Linked DNA regions of Danio rerio: region 1 is linked to region 2. A link is a contact called in public HiCAR-type data. All regions are on one chromosome and are shown on one strand. The core of a region is the stretch at or near the end of the contact, and the rest is flanking DNA. Distances in the headings are between cores, read along the strand shown.

Region 1 (7,376 bases), core at 517-3,016, 160 kb after region 2:
GTTCGAGCTGATAGAAGGCAACAGTAACTCAAATAACCACTCGTTACAATCAGTATGCAGAAGAGCATCTCTGAACAGACAACATTAAACCTTAAGGCGGATGGGCTACAGCAGCAGAAAACCACAACAGGTGCCACTCCTGTCAGAAGAGGAAACTGAGGCTACAATTCACACAGGCTCACCAAGGAGACTATAAAGGATTGGAAAAAATATTGCCTGGTCTGATGAGTCTCAATTTCTGCTGCAACATTTGGATTGTAGGGTCAGATTTTGGTTTTAACAACAAAAATGCATGAATCCATCCTGCATTGTATCAACAGTTTAGGTTGATGGTGTGATGAGACATATTTGCTTGGCACACTTTGGGTCCATTAGTACCAAATGAGCATCATGTCTACATCCCTGAGCTTCCTGAACCATGTCCATCCCTTTGTGACCAGTGTAACCATCTTCTGATGGCTATTTCCAGCAGGATTACGCACCATGTTATAAAGCACGAATCATCTCAGACTGGTTTGTTGAACATGAAAACAAGTTCACTCAAATGGTCTCCCCAGTCAACAGATCTCCAAAAGAGCACCTTTGAGATGTGGTAGAAAGGGAGATTCACATAATGAATGTGCAGCCAACAAATCTGCAGCAACTGCGTGATGCTGTCATGTCATTATGGACCAAAATCTCTGAGGAGAATTTTTCATACCTTCTATGCTACGAAGGATTAAGTCAGTTCTGCAGACAAAATGGGGTCTAACCCAGTATTAGTAATGTGTACCTAATAAAGTGGCCAGTGAGTGTGCGCTTATAATTTATAAAACTATATATAACATATTAAAATACTCCGAATATAATTTATACAAAACATAAAGACATATTCTAACTATGTTCTTCCTATAAATATTCTACAGTAAATTCACCTTGGAAAAGTGAATTCCCAATTTTCCCTATCCACACAAAACAACAAAATGCTTATTTAGATCTATGCATTTATGTTTTAAAAGACCCATAGGCCTACTCTAAGATTAAGAATTGCTCATTCATGTGTAATAACAACATCTGAACATCTGTTATAAGGAATAACATAAAACATCAATCTATCTCTTAATTTTGTTGTCTTTGTTAAAAGATACAAAAAGAAAAGTACAGCAGCAAATGTACAGATGTACAGACACTTGACACTGTAAAAAGAAAGAATCTAACATTATACACTAACAGGTCCTATTAACCTATATATTCTGCAGGCATGAGTCATAATATACCCATCCACACAGACCTCTCCTGCCATCTACAGTTCAATCGGTGAAGTTGCGCCTAATGTGCCCAGGTTACCTAAGCAAACCTATCAACTATCAGTGTTGGCATCAAATTGGTTCGTTAGAGAGCTGATAATTTAAGACAAAAAAAGATATTTCAAAAACACTAAATCACAGCTGACCAGATGAGGAGAAAAAGTACAAGATAAGATTGATTTATCACGCTGAGTGCAACACTTAAATAAATGACGCTATTTTGAAATCCAATGAAGTGTTTATTTTGCACATTTGTGGTGTCCCGAAAGCGCGCGCCGTGTATCTTCACATGCTTCCGCGAGACTGGAGCCCGGATGAGGTAAACAAGTCACGGGACAGCCAAGGCTCGCGAAGCCCTATCGCAACAGTGACGTTACATCACCAAGCGCCCAAAACACCCTAGCAGCGGGCTCCGATTGGCTGATGGAAGAAGCCGAACGCCGTCTGATTGGCTAAGAGCCGGCCACTACTGTAAACGGCGACGGACAACAACAATATCCGAGCCGAAATGAGATCATACGCACCGTAGTGATAACAACAACCGGACTGGAAATTTGGCACGCTACTGCTTGCGGCGAGACGACAATCACTCCGACTAAATGTCACGAAAAACGGGATCATTTTTCCATTATTTCTGGCCGTTTTCTGATGACTCGCGTGACTCAACCTTAGATATATGAAAGTTATATGAAGTGGCAATTACAGCTATTGTTGATGTTTGGGTGTGTCACATGCCATGAGGCAATCAATATACGTTGAGAACTGGAGAAGCAACTCGTAATCGTACAGAAGTTAAGACGGAATAACATCTAGTTGCCACTACAAATAAGAGTCTAGGAGACGAACATACACACCTATTGTCCTGGAATTCGTCTCGATCCACAGGTATGTATTGGGGAAAACATCGTTAAGTAGTGTAATTTGTTTTTAATTGACTACATTTTGACCATGTGATACAAAAAGTATCTGGTTATTGATTATTTGAATCCCAATGTCAATATTCTCTAACTACTCTCTTAATACCAGCACAATGGAGAACACCTCACATGACCATCAAGATGATTCCAGCACCTTGGATGAAAAAGAGAGATCACATCTGAAAGGGACAATCAAGAACCATGGACAACATCAGGATCGAACATCGGCCAACATTTCTCCTCAAGGTGAGAACTTAAAAACACTACACTTACTAATAAATAGGTCAGTGTTGGGTGATGTATCATAGATTGACCTAGAAATATTTGCTGTCACATGCTTTTGCAGGGCGTGTGCGGCTCTATTCGGAATCTCAAGTGTATACAGTCAGCCGCTGGCAGGACACAGAGACCCAGGATGGAGCATCGATGGAGGAGAACGGAGATGGACTTCCATTCAGGGGTCGTTCTCAATCAGCACCTGCTGCACTGTGGAAAGCAAAAAAGTATGGCCGTCAGTTGAGGAGAATGAGCGATGAATTCGACACATGGCTCGATAAAGGGGTGAGTAAGACACGCAGAATGAATTTCATTGCTCACTAGTGGTATTAATATCAAATATTAAGTTGCTTTATTTTTTCTAGGAGGTCAAGAGAGCGAACAGCCAGAAACAGACCTACCGAGGATGGTTTTCGTTCCTCTGGAGTCCCAAAGAAGAAGAGGGCAGAGAATGAAGAAGTCCTGCTTTAAGCACCAGGATAACAGTTAGTAGAGAGAAGCTGCTCTCAGATGAAGGCTGGTCTGATCACCATCATGGCCTTTTTGTAATCAATGTGCTCAAGCTATTGCAAAAAAAAACAATCTGAGAGAGTGGTAAAAGTGTCGTATCGTAATTTACCACTGCAATAACGTACGTTTAATTAAAAGAATTCAGTGTTATTTCAATTTAACAATCTTAAAATGGACAATCTCTCCTAAAAAGTTACAATTCATTGGACAATCTTTTAAAATACAGATTTTAAAAAATGAATTCTCTATTAAAAATTATTTATTGATATTTATTAAGTTAATATTTGGCAAAGAAATGTGTTATATGATGTATTTTATAGATGGATATATAGATGTGCGTTTTTGTTGTGCTAAAAGGCTGGAGCGGTTGTTTGCAAATTGTAAATATATTTCAAGGACTGTGAATTTGGGTAAAGTAAGTAAGTTGGTAATGAAGTACAGGTTAGTGACGGTAACAATAATACGGGTAATTTCAGTTCATTCTACATCTCAGGTTTGTTTGTTTATGCCAAACTGTTGTGGTGAATTACTAGTAAGAGTGAATGAAATCAGTTGTTCTGCTGTCTTTTACGCTGGATATGCCATCCAGAAAACTGAACGTTTTAATTGATACTTTCATAGCTTTTGTAATTCATCACTGCCTTTCTTGTACATATTTTTTTAAATTGTAAAGTTGTCTGTTGTCGCTATTGGATTTTCTTTCTCTTTTATAGCCCATCTGCTGGTCTTGTATGTAAAACAACATTAAATTCTGCCAAACTTGTGGGAATACAAATATGTGCAGATGGACAACACAAGTGCCGTTTCTGTACATGCAGCCTTGCAGATGCTTTATGTGCTCCGTTGCTTTTTTACACTCTTTGTACATATTTATACTTGTTGACATAGATTGAGTAATGGATGAATTGTTTAAATACTTTTTAAAACAATCAAGTTTTTATCTTTTTTCTATAATTTTGTTGTCAAAATAAAAATTTTATGGCTGAAGGCGGTGTTATTATTGGGTCAATATTTGAACGGGTTACAACCTCAATCAATCAAGCCATAAGAATGAATTAAAAATTCCATTAATCATTCAATGAAATTATAAACTGTAATGTCAATAGTATGTAGTTCCAGACATTTAGGCTAGACAACGGGTGCCCGATCCTGTTCCTGGAGATCTACTGCAGTTTAGCTCCAACCCTGATCAAAAGCATAGACTTCCATTTATACGCACCAAATCCATCAGACTGGAAATGCAAGCTTGTACGACAAGTTTCACAGTTCGCTGCGTTGCAAAGTTCAAGCTTGGTGAACTTTGACCTGTGAAATCACATTACTTGACTGCCAATCAACCAATCGAGGATCAAAACATGACCTTTCTGGACAGAAATTTTAAACATGGACCAATTGTTTGCTTTATAAATTGTCTCATCATCTTGTTTAATCCCACCCCTTTTCGCAGAGCCGTACTAGATTTTCGCATTCTCAAACTCTAGTGTGACCGCAGCTTAAGTAGTACCTAAAGAAGCACCTGGTAATTAGACAGGTGCATTTGATCAAGGTTGCACCTGAACTCTGTAAGAAGGTAGATCTCCAGTAACAGGATTGCGCACCACCGCAAAGGAGGTGATAACGTAGAGCTGGGGTGACCAACCCTGTTACTGGAGATCTTCTTTCCAGATCTTTTCCAGATTTCAGTTGCAACCTATATCAAACACACCTGCCTGTAATTATCAAGTGCCATTCGGGTGTTAATTGGTTCAGGTGTGTTTGATCAGGGTTGGAGCTCTGCAGGAAGGTGGATCTCCAGGAACAGGGTAGAGCACTCCTGACATAGACATTCATCTATATACAATCATTATTTCACTTTGTGCAACAAATACAAGAGTTACACAACCCAGCTCATCTCTATGCTTTTTAACCACCACCATCTTGGAAAAAACATCAAACGACATCTCAGGGAAGTTGAATGTATTGACTCTGAGAACTATTCAATGCGTCATGAATAACTAATTTGGTGTAAACTAAATACACCTTAGACCACTAGTGTCAAAGGCAGTTTCTGGAGGGCCGCAGCTCTGCACAGTTTAGCTTGAATCCTAATTAAACACACCTGATCCAACTAATTGAATCCTTCAAGCTTGTTTGATACCTACAGGTTAAGCTGCGTTCACACTGGGCTTTTCCTCCCATAAACTTCCATTCATACGCACGCAAATGAGTCAGAATGGAAACGCTGGGTCATGCGTTTCGCAGGTTGCTGCGGAGCAAAGTTTAAGCTTGGTGAACTCTGACCCGCGAAATCGCATTCACTTGACTGCGTGAGAACAATCGAGGATCAAAACATGATATCTCTGGACAGAAATTGAAATCATGGAGCAATCGCTCGCTTTTAAAAATGTCTAACAAGCTTGTTTAATACCGCCCCTTTTCGCAGCTCCGCACAACAGAATATCGCATGCTCAAACTCTAATGTGACCGCAGCTTTAGTGTGTTGGAGCAGGGTTGGAACTAAAGTGTGCAGAGCTGCGGCCCTCCAGGTACTGAGTTCGACAGTAGCGCCTTAGACCTTGTTTTTATGCCGTTCAATAATACGCATGACTTCATTAATTATTTACAAAGACAATCTTTATTTGGATGCCAAAATTACTGCAAGTCATCTATTTTGGACAGGGATATACACAAATTTGTCATACAATCTTCAGGCTTAAGCTATTCTGCTGAAGTCTCGTTTACAAAAGCGTGTCCCACAATTCAGGTCATCCAGTCTCTTCATATCAGTCTCATTTAGCTTGAAGTCAAACACCTGTGCATTTTCCAGCACTCTGCTTGGCTGCGAAGACCGAGGCAATACTGAAATGCCTTGCTGCAGAGCCCACCTCAGGAGAACCTGGGCAGGGGTCCGACCACAGTGTCTCACTATATCCATAACCTCCGGCTCCCTCAGGAGAGCTCCTTTACCCAGAGAGGAGTAGGCCTGGAAGTGAATGCCAGTCTCCATGCATAAATCCCTCAGTTCCCTCTGGATCAACTTTGGTTGACATTCTATCTGAAGGACCGCTGGGGGAACACGGCAACTCGCGAGCAGCTCCCTAATGTGCTTTGCAGTGTAATTTGAAACCCCTATGGCCTTGAACTGACCGCTGGCATGAAACTCCTCTAGAGTCGCCCAGCTCTGTGCCCGATATTCTGAATGGCGAGAATCCTCTGGGTCAAGACCCTCCATCCCTGGCCAGTGAATCAGATAGAGGTCAATGTATTCACAGTCTAGTTGCTCCAGACTCCTCAGGCAGCCTTCCTTTGCCCTCAGGCCATGGTCGGATGGGGCAAGCTTGCTGATGATGAACACATCTTCACGGATTAAGCCGTATTTGGGCAACAGCTCTTTAAGAACTTGCCCTAGATGTGCTTCATTTCCATAGACTGAAGCTGTATCAAAGGCTCGGTATCCTGCTTGAAGAGCACAGCTGACTGATTGTTTTAGTTGCTCATGGTCATGTAGCTTGTATGTGCCCAAACCCAAAAGTGGCATCTGTGTTCCTGACATCAGTCTTACTGATGGTACTATCATTTTGATACAATTAACAGCAATACAAATCTTTTCTTTTGTATAGTGATGAACAACAGACAAGTGCAGATTATAATAGAAGAAAAAAGAATAATGTATGGAGTTGCAAACAATTAAGCCCTAAAAAGAAAAACAAACAGAAAATAGGTCATTTTTTTCTGGGAACTTTTTGGGAATTAAACTGTCAACAAATTATTAATGATCTGGAAGTTGATGAGACTTAAATTTCAGTATGTTGATTTAATTCCTATTATAATAGAATATTGAGAATGGGGCAGGGCTTTCTCTTTGCACATGTCTTTGTAGCAAAGTAATGCTAGATGGCATGCTTAAGAATATTCTAGCTACAGCTGTCAAAACTGACGTCAACAGAGAAGAACTGCCACTCCTAATGCAAAGCAAAATGTCAGACTTTGAATAAAGATTAATAAAACAAAAACCAAAAATTAAGTGGATTAATTTGCATTGGATTAATTGTTCACCTAAAAAATAACAATGTGCACCAGCAAAATAAATATTGTAAATTTTGATTTCAAACAGACTTTTAAATCATATCATTACAAGTACAGATCTTTTGTTTTGTCATGGTTAAAGTCAGATCTGGTATGAACTCGGGCTATTTGTATGAACTTATGTTTAAGCCATTTGTTTGCAGTAATTAATTTATATATGAATTAATATATCTTAAATATAGAAAAATAACAGTTGAATTAGTTCAAAAAATGAATATATTTTTAGATTCATTTTGGGTAGTTCTTTCCTGTATTAAAGATGTTAAGAAATAACTGTTATGCCATCCCACATTTGTCTTTTTGTCCAAGTTTCATAGACGTG
Region 2 (7,289 bases), core at 2,299-4,798:
ATGAAATTATTTATAGCAACTTGTAATACAGGGCGATGCGGTGATGCAGGGGGTGGCACATTCGCCTCACAGCAAGAAGATTGCTAGTACAAGCCTTGGCTGGGTCAGTTGGCGTATCTGTGTGGAGTTTGCATGTTCTCCCCATGTTCGCGTGGGTTTCCTCTGGGTGCTCCGGTTTCCCCCACAAGCTCAAAGACATGTGGTATAGGTGAATTGGGTAGACTAAATTGTCAGGTGTGGATGTGTGTGAATGAGTGTGTGTGAATGTTTCCCAGTGATGGGTTGTGGCTGGAAGGGTATACGCTGCATAAAACATGTGCAGGATAAGTTGGCGGTTCATTTCGCTGTGGGGACCTCAGTTTAATAAAGGGACTAAGCCGAAAAGAAAATTAATGAATGAACTTGTAATACCATGTAATGTAATGCAGTTTGGTATATTTACCTCCGGTCCACGGCTCATAATAATATTTGTTTTTTTGCCATTTATTTGAAATAAGTTTGGGCACCCTGATTTAGCCAAAGTGATAAACTGCAAGCTTTACATGTTTATATTGGTTTATATATTATAAATGCTAATTTTGTCAATGTTTTGGAGCACATCAACATATAGATGTCCTTAAAACTAACAGACTGAAACTAACATCTAAGTTTTTATTTTTTTATTTTATGGGACCTTTAAAAATTTTAAATGAAAACATTTGAACTTCTGTCAACATATTACACAGTATTGTTCTATTTAGTTGTACCTATATTTATAAAAATTAGATTTTATTAAATACAGCATTAATTAACACTACTGACCCTTAAACCTTTGAATGATAGTGTGCATATTTCAAGTCAGTCTGTTTATATATATATATATATTTTTTTTCCCCCAATTTCTGAATGTTTTCAAAACATTTCTAAACATAATAGTTTTAAAAACTCACCTCTAATAACTGATTTATTTTACCTTTGCCATGATGACAGTACATAATATTTGACTAGATTTTTTCAAGACATTTCTATACAGCTTAAAGTGACATTTAAAGACTTAAACTAGGTTAATTAGGTTAACTAGGCAGGTTATGGTAATTAGGCAAGTTATTGTATAACAATTGTTTGTTCTGTAGACTATCAAAAAACAATTGCTTGAGGGGCTAATAATTTTGTCTTTAAAATTATATTATACAAAATGACACAAAATATTTTAAATTTTAAATTTTTATTTTTAACTTTTATTGTTGCCAAAATAAAACAAGTCAGACTTTCTCCAGAAGAATAAATATTATCAGACATACTGAGAAAATTTCCTTGTTCTGTTAAACATCATTTGAAGAAGTCAAGGTTTTAAAACTGCTTAAGTTTTCTGTTATAATGTTCCTAAGGTGTATTTATAAGGTTTTTCAATGTGTTTTTTAAAACGTTTTGCAAAAAAAATCTGTTTTTTGAAACTAATGAAGACAGCAGGTCAATGATTTATTTAAATTATTTATCCTGACATATTTACCGTTCCAAAATAATATGTTTCCTAAAATAAAATGTATTTTATTAAATGGGGCAAAAGGTTTTCTTACACAGACATTTAAAAATAACTTATTTGGTAGCAGTAATCACAATACCGTGATACTGTAAAACCATATTTTTATCCAAGATATTCATACCATCAGAAACTTATACCGGCCCATGCCTACCATGTAGTTTTTCTTTCCCTGCTCTATGCTCAATGAGCAAATGTGCAAATCTATCTATATAAATATACTTGAACACACATATAATATTTTCAGTGCTGCGTTGGAAACATTGAAAAGCTACATATCTAATCAAAAATACATTTCAACCAATCTTTGTCCACTACTCTGAAAAGAAGCTACAACAAAAAAAGATTTAAATTAAGTTATGTAATTTGTCACAAAGCATCGCTGTTCTCTTAGGTACAAACATTTATCTTCGGGTTTTTTTTTTGGCTGAGGGCTATTGTGATTTCAGATCTGCTCTCAAAGCATCAGCATAATTGGACCAAACATGCAATATAATGGAAAATTCTGCTGTCAGGCCACATTAATGTACGCATAACCTGTGGGATTCAGATGACATTTCACAGGTTCGACAATGCATACTTTTATTTTCTTCTTCCTCCTCATTATTGAAATGTCACCATACTGTGTTGGGCTATAATCTGACATCAGAAACCATTTGTCAGTGGAAAACTTATCACAAGTCAGCAGGCTCTTAAACAAATCCAACGGATTCAGTATGTCAATCAGACAAAGCGAGATTTTAGCTCAGGATGAGGCCTACCGCTGGGCTGAAGAGAGCATTCACAGGAGAAAAAAAAATCTCATTTTCAAGAGCTGCCTAGTTTTACACCACATATAATCTAGGTCAGTTATATTAGCCCTGGAGGTTAAGTCAAGCTCAGAGTGAAGCATGCTTTGCATGTCTGAACAGATGACATCATCACAATGGCTAAAAGGGTGATTCCAAACATCCCAGGGGTCTGAAACTAAGAAATAATAAAATGCATCCTGACCTACTGTATATGTATGCATATTAAATAGACATGATAACCCCATTCAGAGAAATCTTGGGATTTGTGCACGTGTAGATATAAAAATATTAGAATTGAAATCTATGTCTTTGTTCCTGCAACTAGAGCTCCATCCTGTTATAGAGCTGTCACATTAATAAACGAGGCAAGCCCAAGTTTCGATGAAAAATGAATGGATTCGTTATGATTAAAGACTGCATTATGAATATATGTCTATTTTCTGTACTCGCAGCACCTGTCCATAAGACTCACCTTTGTTTTATGGCTTTGTCTGTTAGTTCTGTAATGCCACGCCCTTCCATGTGCAAACGCAAAACCATAAAATCAGCATCGATTAAAAGTCAACACAAATAAAATAAAATAAATAAAAGATGACATGCTGAAGTTAATAAGCAAGCTATTTATTAGTCAACTATCGCGCTAAATGGACATGACAAATGGAGCGTGAAGAATACCGGTGCACGAGTGCTGCTGGAAAGAAAGAGCTGTCATTCCTGGCAACAAAGGATTGCAGGTTTTGAAAGCAGTGACAGTGTTTTGTGTCCTACCTCGCAGTCGTACAGATTCATTAACTGGCTAACTATCCACTCTTCCAAATTCAGCCTCCTCCTCAGCTCTTTTCTGTCATATTTAACGGTCACTCGTCCTTGCTTCTGTGGCACTTCTTCTTCGGTACCGGGAGGTGTTTGAAAATAGACCCGGGGTTGAGGTGTTGTTTCCGGACTCGTTACCGCTGCCATTGTCCCTAATAAAAAAGCTGAGGTGGATTTAATGGCTTGATTAATAAGAGCATCAATTCAAAAGACAGCTGGTCATGTGCACATCCATTGCATGTTGCTGAAAAAAAGTACCAGGCCCCCTTTTCTTAAATGGAACAGACCTTTAGTTTGCAAGGAGTCCGCCACGGTAGACTGAGATCGGGCATACAAAGAGCTTAGAAAACTGAAGAATTCATTAGACTAATTGTGTGGCCGCGGTTTATCAAAGTCCATCTTCCCCAAATCGCTCCATCAATTGTCACAGAACAGCTTGTGGGCGCCGCCAAGTGTCCGCGCTCAAATACCAGGGATGCCGCACATGAATCGGTCGTTCGAGTCGGTTCTTTTAAGTGGATCAGTTGAAGAGTTCACTAAAATGACTCAGAGTAGCAATCGTGAATAAAAGCTTGTTTCTGGATCTTATGTTCGTATTATAGTTCTGACTTAAAAACAAATTGTCACAAATAAATACATTTTCAAGTTTAAAATTCTCACATGATAAAATGACTAAGCCGGAGGAAAATGAATGAATGAATGTCACACTTTTGACTTTATCTCTAAGAAGTGTATCTCTAAGAACCTCAGCGCTCATATATTTATTTAATATAAAGAGGAAACTTAAATCTGATTATTTTTCCCCTCAACTTTTATATCTTCCAATGCCTTTATTTATTTATTTATATTTATTTATTTGTTTGTTTGTTTTATTTATTTAATGTTGCAGAAACAGCCACTACTACTAATTTATGCTACTTTAGGTGTATTTTACACTATTGCAGAAATAGCAATATGTTGCACCCTATTTTTGGAGACACTGCTCGCTCTGCAGTGAGCACCACTTTTATTTTTTTGCAGTCTATGCTTGCACCTAGGCCTAGACAGACACATTAATCTGAAGTAATGAAGAATCATTTGACTGTTTTACTAAAACTGTAAGCCATGCGTTGATGCCCATGCAGCGACCAGTAACATTAGAATTAAAACTTATTTCAGCAATCTTCTCTAATTGTTATTTAATGGAGAATGCATCAATATCACAAAAAAGGCATTTGAACCACTATTTTGAAAAGACCAGTTCAAAAGAACCGATTCGCGAAAGAGTCGGACCTCCATCACTAATATTACCACCTCTAATCGTTTCCTCAGTTTTTTATGTAGCTGTGTCTGTGGTTCTAAAGTTGATAGATTAATTATTAATATCGGTTTATATAAAGTCACATATAATTATGTCAAGTACAGTTACCTTATCATTATTGTTATGTTATGCATGTATAATAGATGCTGTCTGCGACCCCTCTTTTTTATGTGGACTCTTCCATCTAAACCAAATCTCCTTCGCTCTCACACTTACACTGTGCATTGCGCCTGTGCAAACCAAGTGACCCTCCGACTGTCTCATTTAATCGTAAAATCATCCAACGTTATGTAATTTATTCAACCACAATTGGTTCATTCACTTCAGTAAATAGCCATCATTTCTGCATCAGCTGAATTTGAATGGTTCAACAGCCCTCGGGCAATTTGATTGTCCATTTAGAATGTTCTTTTATGACTATTTTATTATTATGTTTATTTGATTGGGTTATATTTTACTGTTATGGTCATGCATGGCTACTGTAATTCCTTTTTGACGTTAAGCACCATAACTGTGTTTAGTGAAGTGACTACATTTAAATGTATAAAATTAAGTTTAAAAATGTGAAAATACTTAAGGGCGTGGTAAAATTGCTAATGTTTATGCTAATCCTTACTAATGTATTCAATTGAATGAATGTTTAGTCGGTCAAACGTGCAGCGAAATTAGCAGGCTGTAATTGTTATAGCCAACCTAATTTTTTTAAATTTTATTTTTTCTAAATTATGAGATAAAAAAAAAAAAAGAGTATTAATATTTCAATAGGTCAGTATACCTGTACATTATAGTGGAAATCTAGAAGATAAATAAGATGACTAAAATATACTGTCTGTCCTAAAATAAACAATGGGACTTAAGGCTGAAATGTGCACATTTTTGGTAAAGCACTTCAAATCAAACATACATCAATCATTTTTTTTAAGCTGTGTTTTGTTTATTTGTTGTTTAAATTATCTTCAGGCAGTGGTAAATGTTTTAAAGTGTAAATTACGAAATATTCTAATAGAGTCTGTATTTTTAATTGTGGCTGTGTCATTCCAACTAATGTGTTATGAATAATTGTGCCATGCACAACCTCTGATGCCTTCCTGTTTCTGAGCAAAGAGATAAAAGTATCACGGTTTGCTAAACTTTCAGCATTGAACACATATTTGCACAATTTCCTTTCTAAATGCAGAACATGTCAGGATGGTAAAAGCTGATTTTGGGGGCAATTAACCTTTTTCATTTACTGTTACGTGGCTTCACTTTGTTATTTAACTATTATATTTAAATTAATCATTTGATACAATATAATTATTGTGTGGGTAGTGCGGTTGCGTAGTGGGCTGTCGCCTCACAGCAGTGTATGTGTGTGAATGAGAGTTTATGGATGTTTTCCAGTGATGTGTTGCAGCTGGAAGGGAAACCTCGGCATAAAACATACAGTATGCTGGATAAGTTGGCGGTTCATTCCGCTGTGGCGACCCCAGATTAATAAAGGGATTAAGCAGAAAAGAAATAAAATGAATAAATATTTTGTTTTTTGTTGTACTTAAAAGAAAAAGCTAATACATTTGATGATGCATTATTACATACTATTAAGCCTTTTCTAAACTTGAGTTATTTTAATATTATCTTACTGTCATATGATCTTCAAAAAGCTGAAATAAACAGAGACCTCCTCAAATAGATGGAGTAATCCTGTTTTTGTTATTTTTTGTGAAAGGAAAAGGTCACTTATGCTCACTAAAACTTGAATTGATTACAGTTAAATATAATTAAATATTGTCAGATGTCACATATTAAAATTACTGTTTTGTAATAAAGCTGAATGCAATTCATTCATGTGATGCAAAGCTCAACTTTCATTGTAACATATTGATTTTCTGTTCAATAATTCTTATTGAAAACTGCTCAATTTGTTTTTGTAAACACAGTGCTCAGCATATGAGCTTAGCATTTATGAGTAAACCCCTCACAAATCTCTCTTTTAAATTCATATTTTTAATAGGATGCTATACAATATTATATTTGTGTATATACATTAGTCAGTACTGAAGCCATCTGGAGCTTCTAACAAAATAACTTACGATAACGGTCCAAAAACTAGTACACCCACATTTATGTTATTAATTGTATTATCTTTCAATTTCTAATTATGTTTGTTGACAAATAAAATTTTAATAATAATAAATATATCTGTTTTTTTTTATTTAACCAAAATACATACAAATTTATATGTTATAAAAAATATTAAATACAAATTTAAAAAAAGAGGAAAAATTCAAAGAAGCAAAAAAAGTGTTGTTGAAAGAGTGTAAATTGTAAAATGTTTTTGCTATATTTTGCTTGAATTTAAATGTGTTATCTTTTCATTTTAAAAGATGTTTAATAACTAAAGTATTATTTTAATAAATCAATCTGTTAAATAAATTGGTTTGTGTAAATGCACCAAAATGCATTGCCTATGTTCACTGAGAAAGGATAAAAATAATCATTTTCAAAATAGGGTGTACTTATTTATTCTAAACACCGTATGAACACACCTCTCAGAAATCTATCTTTCAAATGAATATTTTCTATAAGATGCTATACGAAATTATGTTTGTGCACATACATTAGATTAGTCAGTATTAATGCCAAATCTGGAGCCTATCTAACAAAATAACTTACAACAACCGTCCAAAACACATGTATATGTTAGCGGAAAATATTGAATAAATTTCTTTTTTTTTTTTACAAAAAAAAAAAAGGAAAAATAAAGAGAATAAAGAGATATCATTTTTTAAATACAAATATATTTCTAAATCTGTTTTGTTAAATGCACCAAAAATATATTACGGATTATCCCTGAGAAATGGGTAAAAATATTATTTTTCAAAAT

The links. HiCAR-type assays count read pairs that join an accessible place to other places.
Region 1: a contact with region 2 is called in a HiCAR-type map of caudal fin, with 12 times the contacts expected there. The contact joins the promoter of bada here to the promoter of ppp1r14ba in region 2. A contact is called at or near these places in 8 of 18 Hi-C or Micro-C datasets (caudal fin, embryo, hematopoietic stem cells and 2 more) and 2 of 4 datasets of contacts at active chromatin or transcription factors (caudal fin and embryo).

What each region holds. Positions count from the first base shown.
Region 1 is chr21:30,237,496-30,244,871 of GRCz12tu, forward strand. bada (BCL2 associated agonist of cell death a) reads left to right here and starts at 1,767. Exons shown (of 4, transcript XM_005161365.6): 1 at 1,767-2,171; 2 at 2,313-2,449; 3 at 2,550-2,764; 4 at 2,848-3,976. The coding sequence starts at 2,317. The coding sequence ends at 2,934. zgc:110782 reads right to left here. Exons shown (of 2, transcript NM_001013485.2): 2 at 5,592-6,662. The coding sequence starts at 6,545. The coding sequence ends at 5,682.
Region 2 is chr21:30,076,552-30,083,840 of GRCz12tu, forward strand. ppp1r14ba (protein phosphatase 1, regulatory (inhibitor) subunit 14Ba) reads right to left here and starts at 3,549. Exons shown (of 5, transcript NM_001045853.1): 1 at 3,411-3,549; 2 at 3,079-3,275. The coding sequence starts at 3,270.